Regions from separate parts of the Hordeum vulgare genome. Here regions 1 and 2 are each linked to region 3. A link is a contact called in public Hi-C data. All regions are on one chromosome and are shown on one strand. Each heading gives the region's core, a stretch centred on a gene start, on an enhancer-like site or on the middle of the called end of the contact. The rest is flanking DNA. Distances are from core to core; before and after follow the strand shown.

Region 1 (4,210 bases), core at 1,703-4,202, 710 kb before region 3:
TGTTGGGAGTTTTTGCCGGTTCTTCATTCATAGAGGTTTCACATCTCTATATCATTGGCATTTTCATAACTGCATGTTCTTAAGATTTCCTTGTCGTCCTCAATCCAACAAGCTTGAGTTTGCTCAATTCGGAGCTCGTATGCAAAAGTTATGGCAGTTCTGGGAAGGTTTTCTCTCTCGGGTGGAAGTACCGCTCTGGCGGTACTGCCGCCCTCCCCTACCGGCCTCTCTTCCGCTTATCTTTTCTCACTGGCATCATGGGGGCGTTTTCTATTTTTGGGCGGAAGTACCGCCCAGGGGGAGCGGTAGTACCGCTCCAGCGGTACTACCGCCCACCTCTGTCGCTCCCACTACCGTTTAGAAAATTCTTCTGCTGTCTTACCTCCCCTCGACTAGGCTAAGCAGAAGTACCGCTCTCTGCAGGACGGTAGTACCGCCCAAGCGGTAGTACCACCCAGGTGCACGTTACTACCGCTTAGCTGAGTCGTTGGGCAGAATAACGGGCAATTTTCCTCCCACTATTTAAGGGGGTCTTCTTCCCCAATGGTTTCCTATCCATAGATCTCGTGTTCTCCTCCCATTGTTGACCTTCTGTGAGCTTCCAATGATTCTTCCTAGTTCTTGAGGGAAAAGAAAGAGATCTAGATCCACATTTCCACCAATCACTTTCTCCTCTATGTGAGTGGGACCCCTTAGATCTTGATCTTGGAGTTCTTTGTGAGCTCCTTGTTTTTCCTCTCATATTCCTCCATAGCTTTTGTTGTTGTGGAGGGATTTGAGTGTGAAGGACTTGACCGCTTCATGTGTTCTTGTCATTGCATTAGTTGCATTGGTTTGAGTTCTTAACGGTGATACGTGCAAGTGAAGTTTGAGAAGCTTATTACCCTTGGGTGCTTGGTACCCTAATGATTGTTCTTCTTCTTCGTGGATGTTTTGGCGTCCTTGAAGTTTGGTGGTGTTTTGGAGCTCAATCATTGTGGTGTAAAACTCTGGGCAAGTGTCGGGGTCTCCAATTAGGTTGTGGAGATTGCCTCGGGCATTTGAGGTTACCTCAAAACCATATTCCATTGTTGTGAAGCTTCGTGGTGTTGTTGGGAGCCTCAAATTAAGTTGTGGAGATTGCTTCAACCTTGTTTGTACGGGTTCGGTGACCGCCCTCAAGGGTCCCTTAGTGGAATCACGGCATCTTGCATTGTGCGAGGCCATGGGGAGATTACGGTGGCCTTAGTGGCATCTTGGGGAGCATTGTGCCTCCACACCGCTCCAAACGGAGATTAGCATCCGCAAGGGTGTGAACTTCGGGATACATCGTCGTCTCCGCGTTTCTCGGTTATCTCTTTTCCGAGCCCTTTACTTATGCACTTTACTTTATGATAGCCATATTGTTTCTTCTTATATATCTTGCTATCACTTAGTTGTTTATCTTGCTTAGCATAAGTTGTTGGTGCACATAGGTGAGCCTAGTTGTTTTAGGTTTTGTGCTTGACAAATTAAACGTTAGTTTTATTCCGCATTTGTTCAAGCCTAAACCGTAATTATTTTAAAGCGCCTATTCACCCCCCCCCCCTCCAGGCGACATCCACGTCCTTTCACTGAGGCTTCACCAATACAAAATAAAACTCATACTAAACCAACAAACATGACGGTTGTGCCTTTGAGTGTCAATTAAAATCTAAGCCTGTGCATATTGTCCACTGTATTGTGCTCTCCTACCATGCTTTTACAACCAAGATATTGAATTGTTTTCTCTTGTTCCCAAAAGTGTTTGCTTCCTCAAAATTTCTTCATTCCAAGCTATCAGCAAGAAACAGGGAATTTATATTGTTCCCTAACAACAGAACATGAGACATTCATATGTGTAGCGCAGTAGTGCATATACACGAGGAACTTATAACTTTTGCTTCTAGCCTTTGTAGTTCTTGATTGCATTTGACTTAAAAAACACTCAAACACTTGAAAAGACATTTGCAATCTCTTTTGCAAAACTAACAACCTTCATTCAGATTAGCATTTCTATTACCACGGTGACATTCTAGGGTTAGAACAATAGGTTACCCTCGTAAATTCCTTTCCTTAAGTTAATCCATCCAGCTATTGAAACTTATGCATACCAATTCTCCGAAAGGAACCAACTATATACCTCAACCCACCGCCCCACCCCCACCAAAGAAAAAAGTTATTCCCTAGTTCAACCTCAGTTCAAACTTCAAAACTGCGACACATATTATGGATCGGAGGGAGTAATACAAAGATCCATGGTAACCAGGCATCGTTACGGGTGACCAAACTTGACAACTCACAATCATCTGCATCACTGGAGAAGGTAAAATAGTTGACCAGCAAAAGTAACCGATTGAGTATCATCATTCTACAATTTCCCAAGACATGCTCGAACTTGAAGCACAACACGTCAATCCACATCCGCCATTTCACGGGACTCTCAAACTCCAGCTCACATCTTTAATGCAAGGCCAAGGACAAGAAAAGCAAGCATACGATGTATCTACTAGCTAAACTCGCAAATCAGCGCAAACTGATGAAAACAAGAAAGAAAGTATTACCTTGTCCTTCATCTTGTGGTAGATTTCCTTGCCGGCCATGGGATTGGGTTCCTCGAGACCACCGGTTTACAATTCCCTGACAGAAACTGCGTCGCCCCTAGCTAGCAGCACAAGAAGATGGTTTCTTGGAATCCAGCCGCCCCTCAGAAAGTCAGAATCGCACCTCTCCCCTGCTGTCATCCACCGAACAATACAGCTGATGGTCGGATGGATCGGTCGACTCTGAAGTGATTAACAATGCTAACAACTTATAATAATTGAGGGAGGGAGGGAGGAGGGGTTGGTGGGGGTGGGGGTGGGGGTGGGGGTCAGCTTCGGCCTTGCGAAGGGGGCTGGGTCTTGTTGGATAGAGTCGGTTGACCTGAGATTGGTAGGGGTTGGGGCAATGGAAATGTCGGGTGCGGGCAGGGAAAAAAGCGGTCGGCTTCCCCCCTGTCCTTTTCATACTATTTCACATTTGGGAGCATTTCATTTCATGTGAAACGCAGGACTGGGGCAAAATTCCACGACTCTATTTGACAAACTTGGCACCTGACCACTCTGGAGTTTCATGACAAGCTATCGATAAAGCATGTGTAAAACTTGAAAGCTGTATAATTAGATTGACTGGTCGTCAACCACAAGTTGCAGAATGGCCTGCAAACACGAGTAATTGACTTTGGGGTAGTTTCCTCTCTCCTCGCAGAAAGAACAAGCGTTTGCTTGTTACTTCAATTAAGTGGAACATGGCCACTTGACGCTAAATCATTTGTATGCTTCTATTATTTTCACTAAGGGTGATTTACTTTTGATGTTTTATGATTTATTTAATGGACATTTACACTTTTTCATCTAAACTTTGGGACAACTATGTTGTTGCCAAAGAAAAAGGGAACGGTGCGCATTGAACAATTCCGTCATATTTGTCTGTTTAATGTGAGTTTTAAAATATTTATTAAGGTTGGAACAAATAGATTGATACGGATTATACATGTTGTGGTGCAACCAAGTCAGACGGTTTTCATGCCACAGAGAAACATACTAGAGGGTGTGGTTGTCCTACATAAACCCTACACGAAATCCATTCGAAGAAACTAGATGGAGTTATCTTTAAGGTGGATTCTGAAAAAGCATATGACAAAGTTAAATGGTCATTCCTACAACAAGCCTTACGTATGAAGGGATTCGACGACATATGGAGGAAGCACGTTGATTCTTTTGTACAAAAAAAGTAGCGTTTGAACTGATGGGGATATGTATCTAGGAATCAGCTTCTTTATCGTCTGCCATCACAGACGGCAAAGACAATATCCCGGACGGCAAAGACAATATCACAGACGGCAAAGATTCTCACGGCCGGCAAAATTTCTGCGTCAGCCTACGACGGCATAGGACCTTCTTTGCCGTCTGCCCCCCCCCCCCCCCCCCAAAGCGGACGGCAAAGCTCTTTGCCGTCAGCTTTCCTTAGGAGCAGTCGGCAAAGTGTTCGAGACGGCAGCCGTCAGGCGTTGCCTCCGTTAGGGGTTAACGGAGGCTTTGCCGTCTGCCTCCCCGTCCATCTTTGCCGTCTCCCTCCCCGTCCATCTTTGTCGTCTGCCTTCTCTTCCCCTCCCCTCCCCCTCCATCTTTGTCGTCTGCCTCCCCGTCCATCTTTGCCGTCTGCCAGCTCC
Region 2 (3,697 bases), core at 122-2,621, 930 kb after region 3:
TTTGGCACCCAAATCATACCAAGTATAAATATTCATAAATATTATTTCATTTCTCCAAGCAAGTTAGCTCTATAGTCTCTGATGATAAATCGTTGTGTAAAGCACAGTTACCAGGACCTGTGCTTGACCAGTGCAAGGAAAAGGGTCGTGAGACGAGAGTCACGGCATCTCTAAAAGTAAGGCTCCAAGGGGGTTATTGTTCTTCAGGGTGGTAGCTTGGGGTGTGGGGCTTGATCCCGATGAAACCTGATAAGTGACCCAATTACAATCTATTTCAAGCTATATAAAAGTTTAAGCACATGGACTAAAGGAGAAACGGAAAATGGAACCTTTGCTGGTGTGTATACGTTATCACCCGCCCCCTAGGTAGACCCAGTTTTTAATGAGGCGATAGCAATGAATTTTCAAATGTTCTCACGGCAGATCCAGCAAATGGGCACAACATGGCAAACAATAAGCAGACTGATTCTGTATTGTCAAATACCTCCTCCGTCCGAAAATATTTGTTATAGGAATGGATGTATGTAGATGTATTTTAGTTTTAGGTACATCCATTTTTATCAATTTGTGTGACAAGTAAAACATGACCAGAGGGAGTATACTTTTTCCTAGAAAAGCCTTACAATAAATAAGTGCCGTGAAAATATCCATAATATCCTGCGTGAAATTTTTCGCATCCGCTTGTTACCTGATCCAAGTATTCCATCAGTGGTATGCGGAAAAGCACTTAACCATCTAAATGAGGTCTTGTGCAATGCACCAACAGAATGCAGAACAGTCCATGCGTCTACCATGAGAAGACTCAAGAAGAATCAGTCAAGTCAACGGAACCGACCAAACCCAGACGGTGCTCTTGTTATCAGCACCACGCACTGAATGATTCGAACAAAGCACAAGGCAAACCCGCAATTTGGCAAATGCTGAGTCAGGCGGCGCAATCAGTTGCCACCGAGGAACACGCATGCATGGAACAACTGCACAATGCATTAAACCTATACTGCCTGCTTTTCTGCATAGCGTTCCAGTCACGATTCACAAAGCCGTCTTACCACGGACACACGAGAATGAGATTACGGAGAAGTGCAAGTGGCATCGATGGATCTAAGAACGAGGGCTCCCTCCAGCCCAGCCCGATAGGGATGTTGAGAATGACGAGGAATCGCAGAGTACCTGCTCGCCGGCGAGGGGCGGTAGGTGACACACCGCTAGCCTCCGCCTCCGGAGGCTGTTAGACTGTTGGACGGTGTTAGGGCACCTCCTTTCCCTTCCCTTTCCCTGGGGGCTGGGGCTTGGGCGGAGGCGGAGACGGGAAAGTGGAGAATGGAGCAGGCGGGGCCCACCAGAAGAAAAGCTCATCGAGCGAGGGGGGCCAGTCTGAGGTCCATCAATATTTATAAAAGCTTTCAGGCTATTTCGTACAATAATGTGGCTGTAGTTTAGTGGTGAGAATTCCACGTTGTGGCCGTGGAGACCTGGGCTCGAATCCCAGCAGCCACACGGTTTCTTTTTGCGTGTGTTTTTTGCTAGGGAATTGTTCACTTCAGAACCGGCTAATAAGATGGTGGACTTCATGTCACTCAATCTAAATTTGAGCTACAAGTCAGTCAAGAACCAAGAATTAAAATTTAACAAGTGTACATACAAACAGGTACCAAGAAGAATGCTTTGCCATCGTGACAAAGTGGTTGACAGTGCCGTTTCGTCTCTCAAGTTCTGTAAATGTTACATTCATGTGTGTTGTACATGCTGCAGAGTGCAGGCTTGAACTACTACATTCCTTCAGGCGTGACTGGATCACCAACATATAGCTATTGTACAGGTTTCCCTCGGCCTACAAAAAACACAATACACTGCAAAAGCTTGTTCGAGCTTTGTTATCTACAAACCCATCTTCTTGGGCCTCAGATATGTCGAGCCTTTCTTCAGACCCGGCATAGAGATCTGCTGCTGCTGCTTGGCTCTCTTCCGTCGCTCCCTCTCCTTCTCCATGAGGGCTGCCTCCGCCTGTTCCTGCCTCAGCTTCTCCATCTCCTCTTCCATGGCCGTCTTCTCCTCCTTCTGCCTCTTCTTGTGGTCCAGCAGGGAGGTGTCCGTGTCTTTCACAGAGAAGAACATAGGACCCAGCTCTGCCAGCCATTGCGGATCCACTGCGCTCACACACTGCATATACTCCTTGGTTGTCAGGACAAGCTCATGGTACACCACATAGTCAGGGGTGTACCCGAGACCATAGAGAGCACTGCTGGGGTGCAGGTGGCACGGCATCCCATTCCGGCAGTTGACATACTCTCCTATGCCCTTCAACCTTGCCGAGTTATGGAAGTATGCCGAGCAGATAGCCTTCCTCACCACGTCCCATTCCATATGGCATGATGTCAGTGGGATCTTCAGGGCTTTCAGTATGTCTAGCAGTTGAGACCTCACTTCCCGAGCTTTACGGAGACCCTTAACATGGAGGAAATGGTCATTGCACCAGTCTCCTCGATATTGATTTGACTTCCATTGCAGGTATACATTCAGGAGTGTTAGGTGGTCAGACTCTGGGACAAAGAATTTTTCCCTTGCGGCATCGCTCTCCTCTGCTCGATCTTTTGGGCGGAAGAAAACTGAGGGTACTGAGAGCATGGATACAATGGTCAATACTTCATCAAGGCAGTCTAGCTTCTCCCCCATGAGAAGCATCTTTGCTAGAGTCGGGTCCAGTGGGAACTCTACCATCTTCCAACCTATTTCTGTAAGTCCACCAACATTGTTCAAGGCGCCCAACACCCATAGCTGGTACATGGAGTTGAGGATATTCTCCTGGGGGGGTGGGTCCATGAAGTCAAAATCAAGCAAGTTTTCAACTTTGAGAGATTTCAGCAAGAGAACCACGTTTCCCAGGTTAGTCCTTTGAATCTCTGGCACCGGGTTAGGGAGCATCTCATTCTGGTAAGCTGATTCTGTGAAGAGCCTGTAGCATGTGCCAGGACCGGTTCTTCCAGCACGTCCTGCACGCTGGTCTGCAGCTGCTCGACTACACGGAAAAACCTGAAGAGCATCCATGCCCATCCGTGGATTGTATACCTTCATCTTTCCATACCCGGTATCAATGACATAGAAGATACCATCCACTGTGAGTGACGTCTCAGCAATATTGGTAGCAACAATGCATTTGCGAGTGCCCTCTTCTGCCTTTTGAAAGATCTTGGCCTGCAAGTCAGCAGGCAACTGCGAGTAGATCGGCAAAATGGAGAGCTGGGGTACATTCTTCGTGGATGATGATATTAGCTGCTCCATGCGCTCAGCAAGAGCATAGCAAGTAGCCTCAATTTCTTCCTGTCCGGTCATGAAGATGAGGATGTCGCCAGGGCCACTCGTTATGTGAATTGTCATGGCCTGCTTCACTGCCGCTTCCACATAATCTTCACATGGTGTTTTGCTAAACAAGATATTAACTGGAAACGTCCTGCCTGGAATGTTAAATACAGGCACACTGCAGACAAAGAAATTAATTTTAGGGTTTGCAGGCAGCGGATTCAAATCTTTGCAATAGAGAAAAAGATATAACAAGTTCTCTTACCCTCCAAAGAACTTTGAGAATTTGTCTGCATTTAGGGTTGCAGATGTGACAATTAGCTTAAAATCCCGCCGACGTGCAACAACCTTCTTCAGTATGCCAAACAAAACATCAGTATTGAGGGATCTTTCGTGTGCT
Region 3 (3,867 bases), core at 221-2,720:
AATTATTATTTTCATTCTTCTTGGAACCATATATGAATGACATATGTGCACACTTTCTTATTATTTGATTTTTTGTAACTTGCCACTCGCTCGGTTACGACAAAACAACGATGATCCCCTGTTGGTGATATCTCGAGTGTTGGAGCACTACTGAAGGGATCTATGCAGAGCAACTGAGCTCAATGTCGTGATCTTCCATCATTAGCGATTTTGATATTTGACAAATATCGCTTGCTGGTACCATGTGTGTTGGCCCTGACAGATCTGCAGCCCTCGATGTGGCCTCTATTTTCTGTACCAGATTCTCCATGCAACCACTTTCTCAAGGTGTCCCTTGATTCTGCCCCACCCATCCAGGTTTTTGTTGAAGATGAAAGACAAGATAGTCTACAGATCAGGTTCGGTTTTGAAATCTAATGTTTTCAACTCATATGTTTGTAAGACAATTGCCACTATTTTTCTGCTGCATCTTTGTATTTTAATTTCTGCAATGCAATATTTATCTTCCATGCAATCTGAGTTCTATACATAACATACCCAAGAAGAATTACAAAATGCAGTTCATCAAATTGTACACTGGCAATCTATAGTGTAGTAACATCTTTGAATATGAAATTTGTCATATTATTTATTCATATTGTTATCTTCTTTGGCATGTGGATGTTACTCTGAAAACACACGAAAAACTCCTGCAGCAACGAGCGGGGCATTATCTAGTTGGTACAAATTTGTGGCCTGTCTCTGATAGGGACTAGGTTGACCGAATTAGCACTGCTTATTTCCGTAAATCCATCACCCTGCATTTAAATAGAACGCTTTCGACGTAGATCCTGATCAATCCACCAATGCCACCTTGCTAACAGGAATAAATCAGTGAAAAACGTCACGAGCAGCACTTAGATTGGCTACTTAAGTGCATCAATCATGCCGCCTAATGTCCCAATTCGCCATGAGACATGCCCTGTTGACACTCTAATCCGCAATGCTGCTCGATCAAAGGCAAAACGAAAGGCTACACTAGCCGCCACCGAGGAGCATCAGCTAAAATCCGCGTACAAGGGAGGAAGAAAATGATTAAATAAACTTTGTTCGCGATGATGGAGGGGGGGTCAGCGAACGAACCCTCTATAGACGTCGCCGAAGGAGCCACGGCCGATGAGGTCGCGGTTGCTGAAACGCGCCTCTGTGGCGGCCGCCATCGACGCCGAGTCCGACATCCTCCCTGAGATCTCGCTTCTGCCGCGGCTAGGGTTTTGGAGGGAGGAGGAGACGGCCGGATTCGTCCTCCTTTCCCTCCTTCAGGGCTGGGGTCAGGATTCAGGGGCGTGCCCGTGTCGCGCTACGCCCTCGTCGGCGGCTGGCTGCTTCCGGCTTGGCCCATTTTTACATGTCGCGAGATTTGGTGCAGGTGTTTGGTTTGTTCATCTGGGCGAGTTGGAGTGGCCAAGGTGGTGGGGCCGCGTGGAAGAGCTGGAAGGTGGGCAGCGGTGTCAGAGGCGGGAAGGGGACTGGAGGGTGGGGATGTCCTATAGGGTGTTTTTTGGTTTGGGGAACTAGTGGACCCGTTGCGCCAAATGGCAGAGGCACACTAAATTCATGTGCGCGATGGAAAAAATATTCATGATTTAATCTCATTTGTTAAAAAAACATGATGAATTATTGTCTACAATGAAATGTATATACACATTTTAATTTGATAGCACAAAATACTTGCTATCATGTTCGCACAGATCCTTTTGAAATCATGTTCGCACTGAAAACATTTGTATTTTTCAATAACTTTATATCTGAGCAAAAAATATATATGCTCTTGCTTAAAAATATACGTACCTTTCAAATCATGAGTGCTTTCAAAATATTTTCGTTATTTAGGAGCTTTAGGTTTGAGCAAACGTGTATGATTGATGAAGGATCATCAAACATTTAATAGCAAATGAAACAATAATTCAAAACATCTCCATAATAGCAATAGCTATCGTCTATGGCATTTGTTCCATAACTATCAAACATGCCTAAAACATCATTTTTATTGAATCCACGTAACAATAACTTATGGTAAAGGACATCATCACATAGATTAAAGAAAAAAAAGAGGGACTAATCAATAGTTCGACACTAAATCATTGACCACTTGCATGGTGGTAGGAGCAAGAGCATTGTGTCCAGTCTCTAAGTTGTGATACATATCCTCAAGCCTTGCAGTGCTTCATGGTCAGCAACACATCTTCGCTACAACCTTGAAACTGGAAATAATAGCACGCATACATATCCCACTATATAAGTTATAATTAGTCAAAAGAAACCTTTTAAAAATCACGAGCATGCCAGAAACAATTGAGGGACAAGGAAAGGCATAAAGACACTGGGCATATAGTTTGCATACATCGAGTTGAGTTTGTTTTAACCAAACTAAAGCTAGTATATGGCATATGGTCAGAGCCAAGCGAGCATGCATGCATTTGTTTGAATTTGTAATAGCACACACGCTCCAAGAACAGAACATGTGAGGAACCTAGTAGCATCAACCATTTCCAACACCATCCAACACCTCAAATCCACATGTCCATCGAATGGTGATTAAACACGCACTTCACAGGGGAGTGTATGATGCCAAAAAAACACATACATACACACGCACGTACACTGGTACAACCACAATATGACTTGGAGAAAAAAGTCTGAAGTGCGTGTTAGATGTACATACTAATTGTGCAGACTAATCCTAATACCTAATTTACCTCATCCGCCACTTAAATGTACATGTATCACAGCTCAAGAGTGCAACACCTTTTACAACAGCAACATAAGATATCAAAATGCACTACATCTCAAACTGTTGATCCTTTGTAAAAAAAGCCAATTCAACCTGGTTGTAGTCTCAAACGATCACGTGGAAAATCCGGCCTACACACCTAAACTAAATAAGCAAGTTATGATAGTGGCCCAAAGAAATAATTTAGAGAAGCAACATAAAGCAGATGAGAACGCAGACGGTAAGGTATCAAAACTCAAAACAGGTTACAACACAACAGATTTGTTTATTCCAGGGATATAACTGAGCAACTGATGAGAGGAAGATACACTCTCTTAAGAGAAGTAGAACATCTAATAATGCTCACCTAACATGCACAAAACAGAGATCAGCCATGTAATTTTACTGTCTGGTAGGTTATCATTTTTACTTTCCTCGTCAAGCAAAGAGAAGTCGTATTTTGAATAAACAATAACTTCATTCGTATATCCTTGGAAGATAGAGTCGGGTGCGTCATTTATAAACTACTGTATAATACGGTTAGTAAGTAATGGAACTAATGAGCACATAAATTCTCAAATCAACCTCCACAACATCGTCTACAGAAAAAAATGCAAAAGGAAAGGGCAATCTCTTCTTTTATCATACCAGAGGTGCACCAAGTAAGTTTCATTTGTAGATAATAGAAAAAACCTTAATCCAACTGAAAGATGGACAATCCAAAAACAATGATCAACATTAGCTTTATTGACTTGTGTAGTCCAGGGATAGCAAAAGTACCTAATGGGTGGATCGCCTACCCTCCTTGGGCCACTGTCATGTGGCCGCTGCAGGCTTCTAGGACTATCGTCATTGGGCGGTGGGGGGTGCTCGCGAGCAAGGTCACGCATGTTACACATATGTGCCGACTTAGCAGGTCCCACTTATTAGTGTGCCTCGTGTCGTCTTCATTCGTCTGCGCAGCTAGTACTGGTCGGGGCGCGCGCGCGACCTGACTCAATACTGCCATATGGACCGGCTTTGAGGTCTGGTTTGGCTACCGGGCAATTTGACTGGGAGGTCCATGATGGGTGGATCGCCTCTCCGCCCGGGGCCACCATCTTGTGGCGGCTGTG

Evidence for each region. Hi-C and Micro-C count contacts between places; a contact is called where the count stands out from the background.
Region 1: a Hi-C map of leaf shows a contact between it and region 3, with 5 times the contacts expected there. The contact joins the promoter of LOC123425950 here to the promoter of LOC123425948 in region 3. A contact is called at or near these places in 4 of 6 Hi-C or Micro-C datasets (leaf and seedling).
Region 2: a contact with region 3 is called in a Hi-C map of seedling, with 5 times the contacts expected there. The contact joins the promoter of LOC123425945 here to the promoter of LOC123425948 in region 3. A contact is called at or near these places in 5 of 6 Hi-C or Micro-C datasets (leaf and seedling) and 1 of 1 datasets of contacts at active chromatin or transcription factors (embryo).

The regions. Positions count from the first base shown.
Region 1 is chr2H:229,184,734-229,188,943 of MorexV3_pseudomolecules_assembly, reverse strand. It overlaps LOC123425950 (probable protein phosphatase 2C 62), which reads right to left and starts at 2,952. Exons shown (of 5, transcript XM_045109725.1): 1 at 2,562-2,952. The coding sequence starts at 2,600.
Region 2 is chr2H:227,548,709-227,552,405 of MorexV3_pseudomolecules_assembly, reverse strand. LOC123425945 (protein MAIN-LIKE 2-like) reads right to left here and starts at 1,371. Exons shown (of 5, transcript XM_045109712.1): 1 at 1,171-1,371. The coding sequence starts at 1,356. LOC123425944 (pre-mRNA-splicing factor ATP-dependent RNA helicase DEAH7) reads right to left here. Exons shown (of 15, transcript XM_045109710.1): 14 at 3,563-3,697; 15 at 1,650-3,475. The coding sequence ends at 1,879. TRNAH-GUG (a tRNA gene) reads left to right here and starts at 1,426; the gene lies at 1,426-1,497.
Region 3 is chr2H:228,478,076-228,481,942 of MorexV3_pseudomolecules_assembly, reverse strand. It overlaps LOC123425948 (serine/threonine-protein kinase 24-like), which reads right to left and starts at 1,470. Exons shown (of 20, transcript XM_045109721.1): 1 at 1,123-1,470. The coding sequence starts at 1,217.